Linked DNA regions of Mus musculus: region 1 is linked to region 2. The links are chromatin contacts, called in public Micro-C maps. All regions are on one chromosome and are shown on one strand. Each heading gives the region's core, a stretch centred on a gene start, on an enhancer-like site or on the middle of the called end of the contact. The rest is flanking DNA. Distances are from core to core; before and after follow the strand shown. Region 1 overlaps Gm30062 (a long non-coding RNA gene). Region 2 overlaps Ccdc57 (coiled-coil domain containing 57).

Region 1 (3,044 bases), core at 380-2,879, 110 kb before region 2:
TCCCTGTCTCTCTGCCTTTCTCTCTATGAGTGTGTGTGTGTCTGTCTGTCTGTTTCTATCTTTCTGTGTGTTTCTTCATTACCGACTCTAAAGGGCTGACTGAAATTTGGAGAGTCCATCTCTTCATAGAGATCTTTGCAGAAGTTTGAGGCCAACCTGGACCACCCTCTAGTGCTGGGAGGGCCCTCAGCCATTGATGGAAAAGCTCTGAGACCAGCCTGGAGGGCCGAGGCATTCTTTAGCCTCTGTCTCCTGGATCACATATGGATGCTTCCTCTTCTCTGTCCAGGCCACAGGAAGCACAGGCCTCCAGCTGCTCCTCCATCTCCACGGCCATCCTGACTCCCTGGTGACAACAACGCCTGCATCACACCATAGAGAACACCCTCCAAGGCGGCCCTTAAGCAATGTTTCATTTCTCATGAGTCTTAAAATGCCCCACAGCAACCAAACAACCTGGTCACCATGTTCCATTCCAGCTGAATAGTGTCCATCCTGGTAAATATAAGTATTTATCATCCATTAGCTTTACTTAGTAACCCACTAACTTTATTTCACATCGGCTTGTCTGAATGTCTTTCCTAGGATGCAGTCACGGATCTGGCTTTATCCAAGTGGAGGTCCTTAGTTGGGCTCTCCTCCGACTGCCCTCCGCAGTGCTGGGCTGCATTCCTGCTGCCTCTGGCAATCAGAGGGAACCAGAAAAGTTTAGGGGACGCTGTATGTGGTGGTTTGTGCCTGTAATCCCAGGACTTGGGAGGTAGAAGCAGAGAAATAAGACATGCAGGGAGATCCTCAGCTACACGGTAAGTTTAAGGCCAGCCTGTGCAGGGCAGTATGCAGTGTCACGTCCACTGAAGAATGTCTTCCCTAGGCAGATGGCTTTGTCCCAGTAAACACTAATTTCCTGCTGCCCGGCCCTGCAAGATCTCAGCTACTTTCTAAGCTGTTCCAAATCCACAGACACCTCTACTTAGTCTCTGCTCACTCACTAACAGTTAAGGGCGTCTAGCTAGATGCCCTGTGTAGGAAGCTGAAGGACCCTAGAGGCGTCTATCCCAGCTCCATCCTGGTTTCTGAGAGCTGTTTTCATTCAGTGTGCCAGCAAATGCAAAACCATGCCCCGTTTGTGTAGTGTTGGGTTTTGTTTTGTTTTCTATTCTAAGACAGAATCTGAATGTTTTACAAAAGGAAAAACATAAGCACAGGGGAAAATTTTAATAGGGATTTGAGTGAGAATTTAAACTTAGAAAACGCCTCGCATTTGTATCTAGTAAGTTTGGAAGCACAGACGTCATGAAAGATAAAAGAAGGTTGGTTAGGTCTTGTCAGCTAGCAGAGATGGTCCAGGTGCTGTTGGCAAGCATTGCCTGCTGACGTCTTCCCACAGGCGATGACAGGTGATTGCTCACTTTGGTCCGGGAACCATCTGGAGGCGGTTCTTCCTGGTGGTGGGAGCCTTGGCGCTGCCTCCTGCATTCAGCTCCCTGTGACCTATCTGCTTCTCCACTAGAGGTGGCAAACGCAAGATTCTGGGATATTCTCCACAAAATGTCCAGGCAGAGCAGTGGGAAGACTGCAAGATGCCAGACTGTGGCGTCACTCTCGCTTCCTGGAGACGCGCGCACTTCCTCGGATTCCTACGATTACGTCATGACGAACTCAGCTGGGAACAAGCGAAAGCGATGCTGCAGTAATACTCCCGGGAACGGAATGACAAAAGTCCTGTGTGAGTTGAACACTTAGATCCCATCTGCACTAGTCACGCTAGGGCGTGTTTCCTTCCACTTCTGAGTGACCCGAGCTTCTCTTTGTGTCTGTACTCGGGAAGACCTGTAAGGATTAAAATCGTGAGACACCCATCCCCACTGCAGAACCACCACAAGGTGACATGGAGGAAGAATAAGGAGTCTGAGAGGAGGGTATGGAGAGTGTGGGGGAGTGTAGGGCAATGTTGGCTAAGAAGAGGGAAATCAGAAATTCAAGTATGGGGTAGAGAAAAACCTCACATGTGTTACTGTTTCATATTCACATGGAAACCAGAACATAAAATTTTCACGGAACATTTCACTTGTTCTGGGTTGCAGAACTGGAACTCGGGCTTCCAGTATCCTGGGGACTCCAAGTTCCTTTTCATCGCATTGTACCGCTCACCCACTCAGATGAAACATTTTAAGTGGCCCACCTGAACTAAGGTTCCAGTAAACATACATAAAACAGCCTTTCTCCTCAAGCTTTAGGTGCCCTCCCTGCAATCTGCCTTAAACCACCTGGCTGAAAGGTGGACACAGAGTTACCAGGGCCAAATGCTATCTTTTGTTTTGTGGTCTGTTTTTATTTGTCTGTAGCCCAGGCTGGCTTCGATTTTCACTATGTAGCCAAGGATAACTTTGAACCTATGATCCTCCTGCCTGCACCTCACAAGCACCAGGATAGAGCTGTGTGTCACTACACCCACCTTTGTTAAGTTTGATATCATCCCAGTAACCCAGGCTGGAATTTCACTTGATATGTACCTGGCTGGCCTTGAACTCCTGATCCTCAGGCCTTAGCTTCCTGTGGGCTGGGGTTCCACCGAAGATGGAAGATGCTGTGAGACATAAGGAGATGCAGAGCCAAGGGTTGCATAGGCATGCTTTAGCAAGAATTCACAGGCAGAAGAGCAACTCGGCAAGACTAGTCACTTCCTGTACCTGAAACAGAAGCAAGTTATGCTCAGTTAGGTAACCGTGAGCCGCAGTCCCTGGATGTACCTGGTCTTTCTCACTGTTAACATGTCCCTGTCAGTTAAGAAACAGCCCAGCATCGGTGGCTGGCACACCACATTGGACCGTCTAAAAGACTTCATTTGTCTGGTAGGCTCTGTGGTGTGTGCCAAGGATGCCTGCAGCACAAGACTGCAATTGTGCCCAAGATGGCTGTAATTGTGCCAAGCGGATCCCTACAGCAATTCTATTTGCAATACAGAAATCTAGGAGATTTCAAAATACTAACTAGATTTTTTTTTCTGTTTTAATCAAAGGCTTGAAATATAGTTACTGTGT
Region 2 (3,116 bases), core at 499-2,998:
AGGAGAAGCCTGCCTCCCAAGAACTCTTTTTTCCTGCTCACCCTACCCATCGCCTGAGGTCTCTATCACCTCCTGCCGTTCCCACCTAGCTTTCCCTGTCAGGGCATCTATCTGGGTCTGATGAGCGGTCGATCGTGCCTTTAAGAGAATGCGGAGTGGAGTGGGAATGACCAGTTTGACTTCGGAAACAGCCAAGAGTCTTGCACATTGAGCCAAAGCCTGGAAATAATGTAGTCAAGAAAAGATTAATTGTACCAGATGTGGTGGTTCAAAGTAGCAAGAAATCTTAATAAATACTTGGGAGGCTGAGGCAGGGGAATCACTGTGAGTTTAAGGCCAACTTGGCCTACAAAATGAGAACCTGTCTAAAAAGTTAGCAGCAACACAACCACCAAAAACAACTCAGCAACTGTTGTGTCTAAGAAATGACACTCTCGCAGTGGTACCAAAGTCACCAAGGGAGCTTCAAGAGAGTCTCTAGCTGGGAAAGGCGGCTGAGTGATTAGTTTGTGCAGACTCAGTGGAGCACACTCAGGTGTCCCTAGCCCTATCTCTGGAAGCACCAAGCCTTACATGCTACTGTGCCAGCTCTGCCGCAGGAGGCTAGGGAAAGGTCTGCCCCTGGTGGGTTGGAATAGCCAGCCTGAGGCAGCCTTCTGCAGCCCGGGGCAGTCTGCCTATAGCAGCCTGATCTGGCCTGGAACAGTCTTGGCCTTCTGGGTAGTTGTGAGCAGAGAGTTGTGTTAACACAGAATCTTAAAGACCAACAACTCTTTTGCTCAATTGCTCTTTTCTGTTGTTGGGCCAGAATCTCACATGTTGGTCACCCTTGTAAATAGAACCAATTCAATGAAATAATGATTTTTCTCTTATAAGTTGAGGCAAGTTTATAACTAGTAACTGACTGGTCAGTTATCACGTACTGTGAACCAGAGAAAATCCTTTTTCTTATTGGATAGTCACAGGCTCACAAGACATTGGAGGAAATTTACCCACTCATTTCAGAAATGTTTCTGAATGCATGCTGCATGCTGGTAGCTCTTCAGGCTTGGGATTGCGCACGGATCCCTGTCATTCCTGTCATACCTGTCATGCCTGTCAGTCATACCTGCCATGCTTGCCCTTATAGAGGGAAGAACACCTTGAGACAGTTAACTGCCTATAGATGTGATGAGACGGGAGGGTCAGGAGTCAAGTACAGTGAGTGGGCAAGAGGAGCCACAGACGTTGGTGAGGGTGCAGAAGAGAGTTCAGGAGGAGGAAGACAAGAACCTGCCCATGTGCTCGGAGATACCTAGAAGATAGAGTTCAAGTTCAGAGGACGAATGTCCAAAGTGGAGCTCGGCCTTCAGAGCCTTTAAAGACTTTGGCACCATGGGAAACTGTTGAGTGTTTGTGTAGAGCAGTGACATACATGATTGCGGACTTACTGGGCCAGGCATGGGAGAAGTAGCCAGCAGGCTGATGGGGTAGTAGGCCCCTGCAGATATGAGCATGCCCAGAAGGGGAGCCAGTGGGGACATCTGACCCTGAGCTCTGATGGGCCTGATGGAAGAGGCAGGTGCCACAGAGGATGACTGCCAGTTGTTGAGACAAAGAATGTGTGCAAGGAGACAGAGTGACAGACTGTTGTGTGAGGTCCCATGGTTTATCCAGAGACACGGTCCCCAGAACATTGACAAGAGCACAGTGGAGACAGGTCATGGCTGCCTGTCACACTGTCCAGCAAGACCAGAAGGTGGCAGCACAGGCTTGACTTAGCATGGAACTCTGCTCTCTGGTGGCCACAACCTGCAGAACTTCCTCTGTGGATTTTGTTCAGAAAAAACTGTTTCAAATTCTGTGGATTTGTTGCTGTTTGGTTAGTTGGTTGCTTTGGTTTTGTCCTTTGAGACAGATTCCTAACATGTAGCCAAGGCTGCCCAGAACTTGAGGGGATCTTCTCTATCTTTGCCTCCCAGGTTCTCTGTTTACAGGTAGGTTCTACTAACTCACCATCCTTCTCTCCTCTCCCCTCCCCTCCTCTCCTCTCCCCTCCCTTCCCCTCTCCCCTCCCTTCTCCTCTCTTCTCCTTTCCTTTCCTTTTTCCCTCCCTCCCTCCCTCCCTCCCTCCCTCCCTCCCTTCCTTCCTTTCTTTCTTCTTTCCTTCCTTTTGTCTTTCATTTGTCCCTATGCTTGGAATAGAACCCAAGGCACCACACATAACAGGCAAGCATTCAGCCATGATTTTATAATTATAGTAATGATTTTAATATTCTAATTCCAATAAGGGTCACTCACGTGACTATATATTTCACATTTACCTTTCAAGGGATTGAAAAAGTGAAATATAACTTCTAGTTGTGCTTTCTGCAGTTTCCTGAGCCAGAAAGTGAGACCTGTTGCTGCAGAACTCACACAGTGCACCTGTCTACCAGGGCTGGATGGTGCTTCATGGGGTAAGGGTGGGGACAACTCCCTCAGAGCTGCATCTGTCCTCCCTCAGTCTGTCCTTCAGGGCTGGAGTCTGGTGGAGGGCAGGGCAGGGCAGGGCCCAGGACTAGGGCTGGCATATGTGCCTGAGCACTCAGTCCTTCCAGGGGCTCTGGCTCTGTGCTGATCAAAAATGAGATTAAGTACCTGGCCCCAGAAATATAGAAATTAGGTTTTTTGGCTTGCTAGTAACTGGAGGATCCAAACTCTCGTATCAACCGAGGACCCCGTGGCAGACCTCATCATGTCAGAAATGAGAAGGAAGTTTGCAGAAGGGAATATATGCTAGCCTGACAGCAATGGCTGCAACCTGGGTGCTCACCGAACTGCAAGAGTTACAGTCATCCCTCAGAGAGAGGCTTCTTAAAATGGTTTCATCTATGACCCCATTTTACCTGAGAATTTTTGTTGTTCTGTCGTTGGTTGGTTGGTTGGTTTTGTTTGTTTTTCGAGACAGGGTTTCTCTGTGTAGCCTTGGCTGTCCTAGAACTCACTCTGTAGACCAGGCTGGCCTCAAACTCAGAAATCCGCTTGCCTCTGCCTCCTGAGTGCTGGGATTAAAAGCGTGTATAGATGTACAGATATTGAAGAGTGGTGGTAGGGAAATAGAGGTAAGCAGTTTATCTGTAGAACAGAAAACTTTG

The links. Hi-C and Micro-C count contacts between places; a contact is called where the count stands out from the background.
Region 1: a Micro-C map of muscle stem cells shows a contact between it and region 2, with 2.6 times the contacts expected there. The contact joins two enhancer-like sites. A contact is called at or near these places in 4 of 484 Hi-C or Micro-C datasets (bone marrow-derived macrophages, cerebellar granule neurons, muscle stem cells and 1 more), 2 of 115 datasets of contacts at active chromatin or transcription factors (effector CD8 T cells and fibro-adipogenic progenitors) and 1 of 9 other capture datasets (embryonic stem cells).

What each region holds. Positions count from the first base shown.
Region 1 is chr11:121,013,581-121,016,624 of GRCm38.p6, reverse strand. It overlaps Gm30062 (a long non-coding RNA gene), which reads right to left. Exons shown (of 3, transcript XR_003949840.1): 2 at 2,517-2,693; 3 at 1,204-1,833. Among named protein-coding and RNA genes, the nearest start is that of Gm30062, 5.6 kb to the right of the region's middle. Within about 2 kb of position 1,629, at least 69 of the 459 cell types and tissues checked have an H3K27ac peak or open chromatin away from gene starts, as enhancers often do. A contact at or near this core is called in muscle stem cells, where this site is marked.
Region 2 is chr11:120,904,188-120,907,303 of GRCm38.p6, reverse strand. The region is part of intron 3 of Ccdc57 (coiled-coil domain containing 57); the gene reads left to right. Among named protein-coding and RNA genes, the nearest start is that of A430102A20Rik, 27 kb to the left of the region's middle. Within about 2 kb of position 1,748, at least 91 of the 459 cell types and tissues checked have an H3K27ac peak or open chromatin away from gene starts, as enhancers often do. A contact at or near this core is called in muscle stem cells, where this site is marked.